Linked DNA regions of Pelodiscus sinensis: region 2 is linked to region 1. The links are chromatin contacts, called in public Hi-C maps. All regions are on one chromosome and are shown on one strand. Each heading gives the region's core, a stretch centred on a gene start, on an enhancer-like site or on the middle of the called end of the contact. The rest is flanking DNA. Distances are from core to core; before and after follow the strand shown.

Region 1 (5,770 bases), core at 2,373-4,872:
GACACTGTTACAAAAAAAAAAAAAAAAAAAAAAAACAAGTAAAGATCATTCAGGGATGCATTAGCGGGAGTGTTGTAAACAAGACACTAGAAGTAATTCTTCCACTCTACTCTTGTGCTGATTAGGCTTCAGCTGGAGTGCTGTGTCCAGTTCTGGGTGCCACATTTCTGGAAAGATGTAGACAAACTGGAATAAGTCCAGAGAAAAGCAACACAAAATGAGTAAAGGTCTAGAAGACATGAGAAGAGAAAAGGTTGAAAGAATTGGGTTTGTTTAGTCTGGAAGAGAAGACTGAGAAGGGATGTGATAACTTTCAATTATCTAAAAGGTTGTTACAAGGAGGAAGAAGAAAAATTATTCTTCTAAACGTCTGATAGGACAAGAAGCAATGGGCTTATATTGCAGCAAGGGAGGTTTAGGTTAGATATTAGAAAAACTTCCTAACTTAGGGGTTTGTCAAGGTGATTAACCAGTGGAATAAATTTACTAGGGAGGTTGTGGAATCTCCATCACTAGAGATTTTTATGAGCAGCATAGACAAACACCTGTCAGGGATGATCTAGATGGCCCTGCCACGAGTACAGGGGACTGGACTTGATGACCTCTCAAGGTTCCTGCCAGTTCCATGATTAAACCATTGCTGTGATACCAGTGTGTTGAAGGTGGAAGCAGTTCCACCACCTTTATAAAAATCTCACTTTCTGAACAACCATGGATTCTCTGCATTAGACTATCAGCCAGGTATTTATATGGCTCTCTCCACCATAGTAACTGAGCACACCTCATGTAATGAGGAAAACCTAACTGGGACAACTTATGATTCCATACAATTTCTATAGCATCAATAACAATTGACCTTTAATTTCTAATATTAATTATTTACCAATATTTTAGATAGCATTATTACCCTGATTTCTATACGGTCAGCAGACATCAGTGTCAAAAAGACCTCACTGAACATGGACACTGGAATCACATATAATCTTTCCATGATTTTCTCTTGTTGCAATTCCATTTTAGACTCATTAGCAGATCTTAAACCAACTAGTGTTTCTTATTACAACACACAGTAAACTCACATACCTGAGAGACTGAAATGCAAAAGGAAACTTCTGCTTTTACTAAGATCTAAGGAACGTTTTCAAAGGAGCTCAGAGCCAGAATTTCAAATGCTGAGCAGGCCAGATTTTCCGAGGAATTTAGTAACCACTTAGACACCTATAGGACAGCCAGATTTTCAAAACTGCACAGCACCCTACATACTGTGTTGAGTGCCTATAAAAATCTGCACACTTATTCTGGTAATTAAATAGAAGCTGAGCTCTTTTGAAAATCCTTTTATGGTTTAATCTCAGATTTAAAAAAAGAAAAATGGGGTGAAGATTTAAAAAAAAAAAAACCCTACCTTCAATACTCCAGATTTGTATATGCTTTATAAATAAATATTATTACGAATTATTTTGCTTCTCTGCTACTAAAAAAGCTGGATTAAAATACTTTGAAAGAACAGATCAAACACTGCTTACCTTGATCACAAGAATTCAGTTTTTATTTGAGTGAGAATAGTTCTATTGAAGTCAGTAGGACCACTCAGGTGAATAAGATGAGTGCGATTTGACTTTTCCAAAAAGGAAAAAGCAAAACAAACCAGACTGAGGACTTCTATACATTTCAACCGCCAGTATAGTAGAGGAAATTCTGCAACAGCCTATCTATTCATAGCATTGCAACAGCCACACCCAGGGTTTACTCAAAACGATAAGCAAGCGTAGCCATGAATTACTGGATCTGACCTTGACACCTCTTGCACTATATCCACTAATAGATGTACTTAGACTTGCCTTTTACCCAGTTCTCCAGAACTACAGCAACTACCTGCTGATGGATAGCGTGATTGCTGTAACTGGCTTCCCCCACTGCAGAACTCAAAAAACAAGCTCTTCAAGTCTACAGCCAGTTTTTCGGCTATACAGCCAACAAGCAGGCTTTTTTTAAAATTCAGGTTTAGCAGGGTAATTTTATTTCATTATGAAGTCAAATTCAGATGCACAGAAGACAAAAACTGCAGCACTATTATTATAAAGTGACTTTCAAAAACATTTCTAGGGCACTGGAAATGTATACCCACAGCGACAAATTCTGCTCTAAGTTACACTAGTTCAAATCAGGAGTAACCTCACTGAAGTCAATGGAAGTAGGGGAGATTTTCACGTATATATACACAGCAGAATTTAGCACATCAGTAAATACCTAGGACCAAGTTCCATTTACACCAATCTATAGCATTGCTCTTGATCTACATTGGTGTTACACAGCAAAATTTGGCTCACGTGCCCTGCCCTCCAAATTTTAAGGAGAGGCATTTAGAGCAAATATTTAATTTTAAAACCCCATTGGCTCTGAATTAATCATACAAAGCCATGTTATAATCAGTGCATGGTAATTAGTCTCAACTTTAAAATAATAAAAAAAATCCAACCACCAGCCAATGTTTGCAGCATAAAAATGGAGATACACACAACCCTGAATACATACCATGCAGATTTTTTAAAAATAAATATGCTTATACAACAGGAATATCATCTGGCTGCTCTATAGATCCATTACAAATATCCTTCTAGGCAGAAATACACTGTAAAGCAGATTCCCCCCCAAAAAGAATCACAGGAGCTAGAGATGGAAGACACCAGCAGAGGTTGTTTTATGCCGGTTTTCCTCCCCCCCCCCCAGATTAGAGACATTTCTGCAAAAAGACAGCGAGTGGGATAGGAAGAGCAAGGCAGCCTCATTGTTGTGAAGGGCTGTCTGAAGGCTGTGCCGGGTGGCTTGGCCAGATGGAAACAAACCCCAACCCTGGGGCATGCAATGCACATTGCACCGGTATAAAGATGCGGGACACAAGCACCGGGGCGAATCCCGGGAAGGATGCAGAGTGGACCCCCCCCCCGCTTTATTCGCTAACGAGGCAGTGACTGAAAGTCGCTTCCAGACCCCCCGCTTTTGTTCCATCCGCGCTGCGCGTTCCTCGGCTCGGAGCGAGGCGGCACCAGCCCAGCGCTGCAGCCACCAGCCAACTCGCTGGCAGCCGCTCCGCGCTGGGGCACGGACCCCTCAGCCCTGGGGAGGGCGCAGGTCCCGCAGGGATGCCCGCAGGAGCAGTGCGCGGACCAGGAGAAAGTCCCTGCCGCCAGCCCCGCCGGAGCGTGGGGCTCCCAGCAGGCTGCAGCGATGGGACATCGGACCCGGCTCCAGGCAGCGGGAAGGGGGTCAGGCATCCTCCGCCGGGCAGCCAAGTTTCCCCAGCCCAGCTGCTGGGCTGCACTTTGCTCCCCTCCCTCCGCGCTGCTGGGCTGCATCTGCCTTCCCAGCAAAGTCCTCCCCCAGGAGCAGGTCTCAGCCCAGCCCTCCGCGCGTCCCCCCTAAGCGCACGCGGCTGTCGCCCCCGGCCACCCGCCCTGCAGCAGCCACTCACCTGGGCAGGTCGGGAGCTGCAGCGGCTCGGGGCGACTCGCAACGTGCCTCTGTTTGCAGAGACTCTACAGAGTAGCCAGCCAGCCTCCTATCAGCCAGCCTGTACTATAGGCGGCCGCCGCGGCTCCCTTCCCATTGGCAAGTTCTGATGTCCAGTGCGATTGGTGGATGGTCGAAGCTTATTCTGGTCTCTGATTGGAAGTACAGAGGACTATGCAAATGAAGGCGTGAAGTCGGGATCCCGTTGGCTCTGTGCTTCTGAGCGTTCCATAAGGCTTTGCTCTCCGAACCTGTTGTAAATTGCAGGGTGATTGGAGCTTCGGGATCAAAGGCTCCCGCATGGAAATTGCAATCTGTGTCTTGGAAGGGGCTGATCTGTGTAGCCAGGGGGAAGGTGTTTTTAACGTGCATTTAAAAAGGAAACACCATAAGGGTAAATACTCCGAGTATGTCCGCAAGAATTCCCATTGCTTTATTAAGCAGTGGAGGCAATTTACTTTTTAAAGCCGCTAGAAATTAAATCTTATCTTTTGTTTTCTCGTGGTAGGTTACTGCAGCTCTGTGTATCTGATGGAGTGGGAGCTCAGGGATTTTTCACTCCACACTTCAGGTGCTTCTAACTCTTGCTATTTGGTAGCAAGTCTTGCAATATTTGTCAATGCCTTAGCTTCGGGAGGAGTGTGATTATTGGAGACGCCTAGCTTTGATTTGTAAGTGTGGGTGGGGGAGTCTTGTAGCATTCACTATTGCAGAAAAAACTTTCATGTAATCCAAATGCACCTTGAAGGCTCAGAAAAGAGAGGATAAATAATCCTGAGTTCTTTTGATTTGCCTTAAAAATCGTGGGATTTTAAAATCACATTATCAGGGAAGCAGCTGAATCATTATTTTTGCAAACTTAGGCTACGTCTACACTGGCGTGATCTTGTGCAAAAACTCTTTAGCGCAAGAGTTCTTGCGTTAAAGTAGTTGTGCAAGAGAACATTTACACTGACATGTGCTTTTGCGCAAGAGCATCCATGCCAGTATAGACACTCCCTTGCGCAAGAAAGCTCTGATGGCCATTTTAACCATAGGGCTTTCTTGCGCAATAAATTCATGTTGCCTGTCTACACTGGCCTCTTGCACAAGAACAGTTGCGCAAAAGGGCTTATTCCTGAGCGGGAGCATCATAGTTCTTGCTCAAGAAGCCCTGATTTCATACAGTAGAACGTTAGTTTACTTGCGCAAGAACACACGGCCAGTGTAGACAGGCAGCAAGTTTTTGCGCAAGAGTGGCTGCTTTGGCACAAGATCGCACCAGTGTAGACACAGCCATAAGGTTGGCAGTATGGCACTTCCCTAAGGGTAATCCTCCCATTGTCAGATTAGGGTAGAGATAGACAGGGAAATGATTTTGCTACCATAAATTCAGTCTTCTGACTTCAAGTAGAAGCTGAAGCCAGAAAGAAGCAGATGTTTGTATAAACCAAAATTAGTAGTAGTAGTAGTAATAATAATTAACATGAATAGCAGATGTAACTCCAGTAATTGCGGTAGCCCTTAAACACCAGAACCAGGCGAGGTCCCAGCGTGCTAACAGTTGTATAATAAAAAGAATGTGGAGATTTAGTTGATTATCTACTCTGTCCTCCTGCCAGTGCAAAATCTTTCCCTACTGTACTAGGGATGTTAAGAAACAGGTATTTCACTAATCGTGTAGCTGATAGAATTTTTATCGGCTACACAATTAGTCAATAAGGGAAAGCATTCAGTTCTGGGCTTGCGTCCGGTCCAGGAGCTGCCCCTGCTGTGGCTCTGCGGTTTAAGTGTAATAAGACCTGGGCAAGCAGGCAGCCTTGCTATATGTGGGCTGCAGAGCCATAGCGGGGGAGGGTCCCTGATCTGACATGAGCCAGGACTGAGGTGGGCTTGCTCAGTCGTGGCTTACACCAGGTCCAGGAGCCCCTGTCTGTGGGGAGTCCCAGCGGGGAGCTGCGATCCCCACGGTCAGGGGCTTCTGCTGGAGCAGCTTCTGCCCACGGCGAGCCTGGGCCTGCAACAGGCAGGGGCTGCTTCATGGCAGCCTCTTCTACTCCCCTGCCCCCTCCCTGCTGCCTCTGATAGAGGCAGCGCCGCGGAGACAGTGCTGGGGAGAACCAGCTTTTCAGCCAGCTCCCCCCAGCAACGCTCCTTCTCCCTCCTCCCCCACTTTGCTGCCTCTAATACAGAGGCAGCAACCGGGGGGGGGGGGGGGGGGGAAGGAATGTGAGTAGTTGACTTGAGTAACTTGCTTACATCCCTATGTACTAAAGGAGTC
Region 2 (6,198 bases), core at 1,075-3,574, 240 kb before region 1:
GACGCTCTTTTCCGGCTTTTCCCCAAGCCGGAAAAAAGCGGCGGCCATGTTTATTTAAATCCCCCACGGATTTCCCTATTCCAAAGTTAGAAATTAGCATGCCTCTTCCAAAGAAGGGGCCAGTCTAGATGTAGCCCTTTAGTATGAGCACTGTGGCTAATACAACAATACTACCTACAGTACTGCATCTAAAATTATGCCCTCAAAATAAAACAGCAGAACTCCATTACCCAAAACATGCACACTGCAAAATGGATGGAAATTACCTTGCAACTCAGACTGAAAACATTTAAAAAGAAAGATACCTCCACAAATGTGTATGCAAGCAAACAGAGTTTTTTAGCTATTGTTTGAACAATGTGAACATTCAGAAATATACTTACTTGAAAGTGTTTAAATATTAATTCAGGATTAAAATACAGTTGAAAAGGTGTGATTAGTTCTAATTGCTGAAATAAAAGAAAATATGTAACAGGATCAAACCATTAAAGTTCACTTCATTCACTTGTAGATACACAACTTGTCAGTAGTAAATGAATATCTAATGTTATCCCTATTTTAAAAATTATATGCAAAACCTAAATTCAGCAAATATATAAAACCTTGTGTTCCTTGTATAGTCACATTTGCCCTTCTCTGCCTAGAACATCTTAGTCCTGTTTAGATTTCAGACTCTTTGGTTTAGTGGCTATGATCCATTTTATGTTTGCAAAGCTAGAGACAGTGAGGTTTTGATTCAGAGATCTGTAGAAGTTCCATTTCACATGCAGGGCTCTGTAGAGCCATGAAACAGAATAATCTTGATTGAGCCTGTGGGCACTACTAGGACTGTATTATCCTTGATTATATAAGAACAGAACAGGTAATCAAATGATCCATTCCCCAGAGCATTTGTAGGGCTGCAGCAGTCCCTCCCCAGCTAGTTAACCATAATCAGTAAGCATCTCATAGTGATGCTTACAGATTATCCATTCACATCCCTACTCCATTCCCCTACAGTGCCTTCCCAAACCCCTCACTTTGGCCCCATGCTGGAGTCTTGAGGGCCCCCAGAAAGTTTACTAGCCCCAGGTCTCCAGAAGAGTTAATCCAGCCCTAGAACCCCAAACTGAATGAGTGAGGTATGTCTGGATTTTCTCTCCTGCTTCTCAACTGTGGACCAGCTCAATTACTTCCTCCCTCCTCTTTTGTTTCTCCTGTGTGTATCCCCCAAATAATGTTTTCCTTTGGGTCAGTGACCCCAAACCCACCACAACAATCTAGATATCTGCCCAGTTTTTACAACAGACGTACATTAAAAGCACTACAGAAATCAGGGCAGAGTAAGTTTTCAGACCCACAGCATAAGAATTTTTTTCTTCAGTATTTATTGTGCTGTGGTTTTAATCTCTGTTTTTCTAAACAAGCCATTTTTTACACAGGGTGGAACTTGCACGGCGGGGGGAGGGGGGACGGCACAGGACACATCTGAGGGTGTAGAATAATCTATAAAGGCTGAGAAATGTTCTAGAGCAGGAGTTCCCAACCTGGGGTACACCTATCCCCAGGGGGTACGAGAAGCTTGTCAAGGGGGGTAGAGGGAATATTTGGTTAATAACAATGATCTTAATTTAAATACTCCAAAAGCTGCAGTGTTAGTGAAAAAAGCTGTTGATTCTACCGTCTAGAATTTTCGCCCTTTCATATTGAACAGGGGGACGGGACGTTTTACTAAAAGCCCAGAGAATATGGGGACGGGAAAGGTTGGGAACCCCCGGCCTAGCGAATAAAGGCGCGACAACCCCCGGGCCCAATCAAGTCTCCCCACCCCTCGAAGTACGCGGGGCCGGCCAAGCAGGACTCCCTCCTCGCCACGGGCCGACCCCGCCGCCGGGATTCAGAGCCAGCGGGAAGGCGGGGCGCAGGCGAGCCCGGCCACGCCTCAGAACGGGGAGGGCGGAGCAGGGCTTAGCCCTCGTCCCTCCCTCCCGGGCGGGCGGGCCTGGGGCCGAGGCTGCCGGCCCGCCCCGCTATCCCCGCGCCCCGAGCTCACCACAGCGGCGGTGGTGAGGACGCAGGCGGTGGTGTACGCTCGGGTAACGGGCGGCACCTGCAGGTACTCCTGCCGGAAGGTCTGGTACGCCATCTTACGGCTCCGCTTCCGCTTCCGCTTCCGCCTGCGCGGCGCCTCATCCCCCCCCCCCACGCACGCCACGCAGCCAATCCGCGCTGCCTCCCGGACGCCGAAGCCGGCCAATCCCGGGCGCGCTTCCTTTTACCTCACCGCGGTGGGACGGGAGGAGAAACGCTTCTTCCCGGGCGCTCGCGCTCAGAGGGGTTTTGTGATTGGGCGGCGGGGGGAGGGTCTCGCCCCCGCTGCGCTCCGCGGATTGGCTGGGGGAGGCGGGCGCTGAGCGGTGACGCGAAGGGCTTCGAATGAGGCGGGAAGCGGCTGCTGGCATCGCGGCGCCTGGGCGGGCTCCGGCGCCTCCGTCCGCCCGGTGAGAGGCCGCGGGGCGGCTCCCCTGCGCCGGGGCGGGACCCGGACCCACCCCCACCGCGCCCAGGGGCCTACGGGCCCGAACAGCCCCCCCCGCGGGCTTGGGGGCGGCCGGGCCGTAGGAGCGGAGCGGGGGCGGCCGGGCCGTGGGGGGGCGGCTGGTTCATCGGGCAGTCGCTATAATTTGTATGGACCAGGCGGAGAGGGGCGGGGCTCGGGCCCGGCCCCCCCCCTTCCCAGGGGTTCGGAGGCTCCTGCGCCACTGACAGGGCAGAGCCGCTGCGGGGGTAGCGCCCGGGCCGGGACTCGGCCGCCCCAGCTCGCGGCGGGGCCGCGTTTTCCCCGGGCCCCCCGCCTCTTGCCGCGCGCGGGGAGCGGAGCTGCGGCCCCAGGCCGGGCTCGAGTTGGGACGCAGCCGTCCCGGCCCTCTGCCGCCCTCCCCCATCTCCTCCTTGGGGGGACGGTGCTTCTGAGAGAGCTCGGGCCGGGCCGGGCGGGAGTAGTCGATGCGACGAGTTGCTCACATCCCTAATCTAGGGCATGCCCCGTGCCTCAGTTTACCCAGCCTGGCTAAGGATGTTAAATGGTGGGTATCTGGCTAATCGTGTAGTTCATACAACTTGTAGGGACTGCACCGTTAGTCAATCGGGGATAGTTCCCAGAGCCACCCATGCTTCCGATCTGCATTTTAAATGTAATAAAAGCCTGGCCGCCACGTACAGGGGTTGCTTGCTGCTGGCAGCCTCCCCTGTCCCCCATCCCTGCTGCCTCTGATACAGGTAAGGGGGGGGAAGGGGCAGGTGCACTATGGAGACAGTGCTGGGTGGGATAGTGATAGAAATGTAGCCGTGTTAGTCTGGGGTAGCTGAAGCAAAATGCAGGACTATGTAGCACTTTAAAGACTAACAAGATGGTTTATTAGATGATGAGCTTTCGTGGGCCAGACCCACTTCCTCAGATCTGAGGAAGTGGGTCTGGCCCACGAAAGCTCATCATCTAATAAACCATCTTGTTAGTCTTTAAAGTGCTACGTTGTCCTGCATTTTGCTGGGTGGGGGGGAACTGGCTTTTCATTTGGCTCCCCCCAGCACTGGTTCCTATGGTTCTTATACAGAGGCAGCAAGGGTGGGGGAAAATGAGTAGTTGATTCTCTGCTTGACTACTTGCTAACATCCCTAATCCTGACCTGCTTTGTAAGCACTGCGAGAAGCCCTAAGGAGAAGCTTTGTCCGAGACTCCCCCACTCCTGCTATTATCCACTCTCAGCCTGTGGTGAATTCCCCCAGAAACCTAGTACTGTAGCTCATTTAACCAACATGATCTCTCGTCTCCTGTAAGTCTGACCAGTGACCTTGTTTCTGGTTTGAGGTGGTTTGTAGCCAGCAGGGGCTGTGACTGTTAGTGGGAAATAGGCTGATAAACTGCTCAAAGGGGGAGCTCACTCATGACAGACTTGGTCCTACCATGTTAACAAATGCCTGAAGAGACTTCTGTTGGGACACTTGCAGCTCAGAGTCTTCACCCCCAGTCTGTCTCCTAGGCAGAGGGGCCTCAATTACCCAGTCTGTTGGCACATAAAATGGTGAGCCCCATCCCTGCTGCCCTGGCTAATCTCCTGGTAGTGCAGCTGTCCTGCAGTGGTTACTGCAGCATAGTTCTCCCTTTCACTTGCTGTCCCCCATGGCCACTATGAATATTGCATCCTTCTCACCACCCCATCCCTTTCTGTGTCCTGGAAAACAGTCCCATTCCCCACCCTTCCCATTTTCCTAGCACTACCAAACCCTGACCATGTTTTAAGTTAGGAGAAGAGGAAGCTGTGCGCCAAATTTGGTTCTCCTAGTTCTTATCGTTTAGGAGGAGTTCTTGAACAAACAGACCCACAGACAAACAGATGCACATTTCTAAAAATATATAGATAAACTTATTGATAGCAAGATGTAATATGTTTGGAGAGTGCTGCAGGTGTTAACACAATTCATCACTTGTGCATTCATAAACTATAAAAGAAGCTTCCTTTTACATTATACAGAATCCTTCCTCAAGCCTAATGACATGGTTAGCACTGGTGGTAGATAAAGATGTAGTTTTCTCTGAGTCAGAGTGACAAATTAACTCTCCTAAATTCAGATTTGAACTCTGCTCTTTGTAAATGAGGTTAATGCAGTATAGTGCTAATACAAGGAGGAGTCCTTTGACACCTAAAGGCTAAGATTTGGGCATAAGCTTTTGTGGGCAAAGACAAAGTGGGTCTTTGCCCATAAAAGCTGATGCTCAAATAAATCTGTTTGTCTCTGCAAAAACAATGAAGAGTCCTGTACATCTTAAAGACTGGCTAAGACAGCTACCCCTTGATACTATACTAATAAAATTCACCCTTTCCAAAATACAGATTTAAACTTATGTTCCTTTTTCCCTTTACAGATTTCCATATTGTCTTTGGTTGATGCCTTTTAGCCAAGATGTCAGTGAATCCTATGGCATATGAAGCTCAGTTCTTTGGTTTTACCCCTCAGACGTGTATGCTTAGGGTCTACATTGCATTTCAAGACTACTTGTTTGAAATGATGCTGGTTGTGGAAAGAGTCATTCTGAAGAAACTAGAAGGCTTTCCTAACTCTAAGATCAGTCCATTCCAAATCCGTAAGAGCACAGAGAAATTTCTTCTCTTTATGAAGGAGCGCTTTGATCATCTCTTCGGCAAAATGGAACAAGTGCTTTTGCAGTTGGTGTTAAACATCCCTAAAAATGTTTTACTTCCTGAAGACAAGGTCCAGGAGCAGTACCCCTACAGTAAGGAACAGTTTCAAATGCTGCAAGGTGAAATTGATCAACTACAGAAACAATACAAAGTTGAAGTGTCTGCTAGACAGGCACTTTTAGCAGAGCTTGAAGAACAGAAAGTGGTTCAGACAGAACTTGAGAAGATTCTCCAGTGGTTTGATGGGCTAGAGAACATATGCAGAGAGCACGGGACTAGCAATTTAAAGGAGAGCTTTGCATTCTTGACACAAACTTCTAAGAAATTGCAAGATATACTAAAAGAAGTTGAAAAGAAAAACAAAAGATTGCCAAAAAGTAATCTCCATGTAGTGTAAATAAAATACTGAAAGGGTAACAGAGAAACAAGACAATTTCTCAGGATTTCTCCAGAAGCATTTTAAGGTTTTGAGGATTTTGTCACCTCTTCCTTGCCTTATCAGTTTTTTACAAAGCTGATGTGTGTAAATATTCTGGGAAACCATTTTCCCCTCCTGAATTCTATAAATACCGCATAGAAACTTCTTTAAAATAACCATATCCCCTAGGAATGTTTAAATTAATTATCCAAATGGTAGCAGTGCAGATGCAAAATAAGTGCATTGTCATTACTTCAATTCTCTGTATTAGTACATTTAAGCAACCTTTGAGGTTAAGGTGCTTTTAACCTATTCTACATTAAGGTATTTTTTGGACGTCAAGGGTTATCATTATTGGACTATTCCATATAGAAACGTAAGAATGTGACATAGTAAAACTTAGGGCTTGAGGAGAAATAAATTTAATAATGTTGGAGTTGGAAATAATTTAGACATTGGTGAGTGATTTCTAAGATGGAGAAGTTAGCTATTACTTCAAGTATTTTAAAATTGTGGTTGATATTCTGATGAAGTTAGCAGACTGGGATGTTTCCTATTTTTAGTAGGAGCATTTGACGCACAGTCAGTATTCGCAAACCT

What was found. Hi-C and Micro-C count contacts between places; a contact is called where the count stands out from the background.
Region 2: a contact with region 1 is called in a Hi-C map of liver, with 4 times the contacts expected there. The contact joins the promoter of MIS12 here to the promoter of CAMKK1 in region 1. A contact is called at or near these places in 3 of 5 Hi-C or Micro-C datasets (liver and an unstated tissue).

The regions. Positions count from the first base shown.
Region 1 is chr21:25,647,518-25,653,287 of ASM4963464v1, reverse strand. CAMKK1 (calcium/calmodulin dependent protein kinase kinase 1) reads right to left here and starts at 3,622. Exons shown (of 17, transcript XM_075904382.1): 1 at 3,473-3,622. LOC142819206 (a long non-coding RNA gene) reads left to right here and starts at 3,783. Exons shown (of 3, transcript XR_012897012.1): 1 at 3,783-3,904; 2 at 4,019-4,081.
Region 2 is chr21:25,885,367-25,891,564 of ASM4963464v1, reverse strand. It overlaps MIS12 (MIS12 kinetochore complex component), which reads left to right and starts at 2,324. Exons shown (of 2, transcript XM_075904398.1): 1 at 2,324-2,480; 2 at 4,904-6,198. The coding sequence starts at 4,942. The coding sequence ends at 5,577. DERL2 (derlin 2) reads right to left here and starts at 2,196. Exons shown (of 6, transcript XM_075904394.1): 1 at 2,033-2,196; 2 at 384-449. The coding sequence starts at 2,125.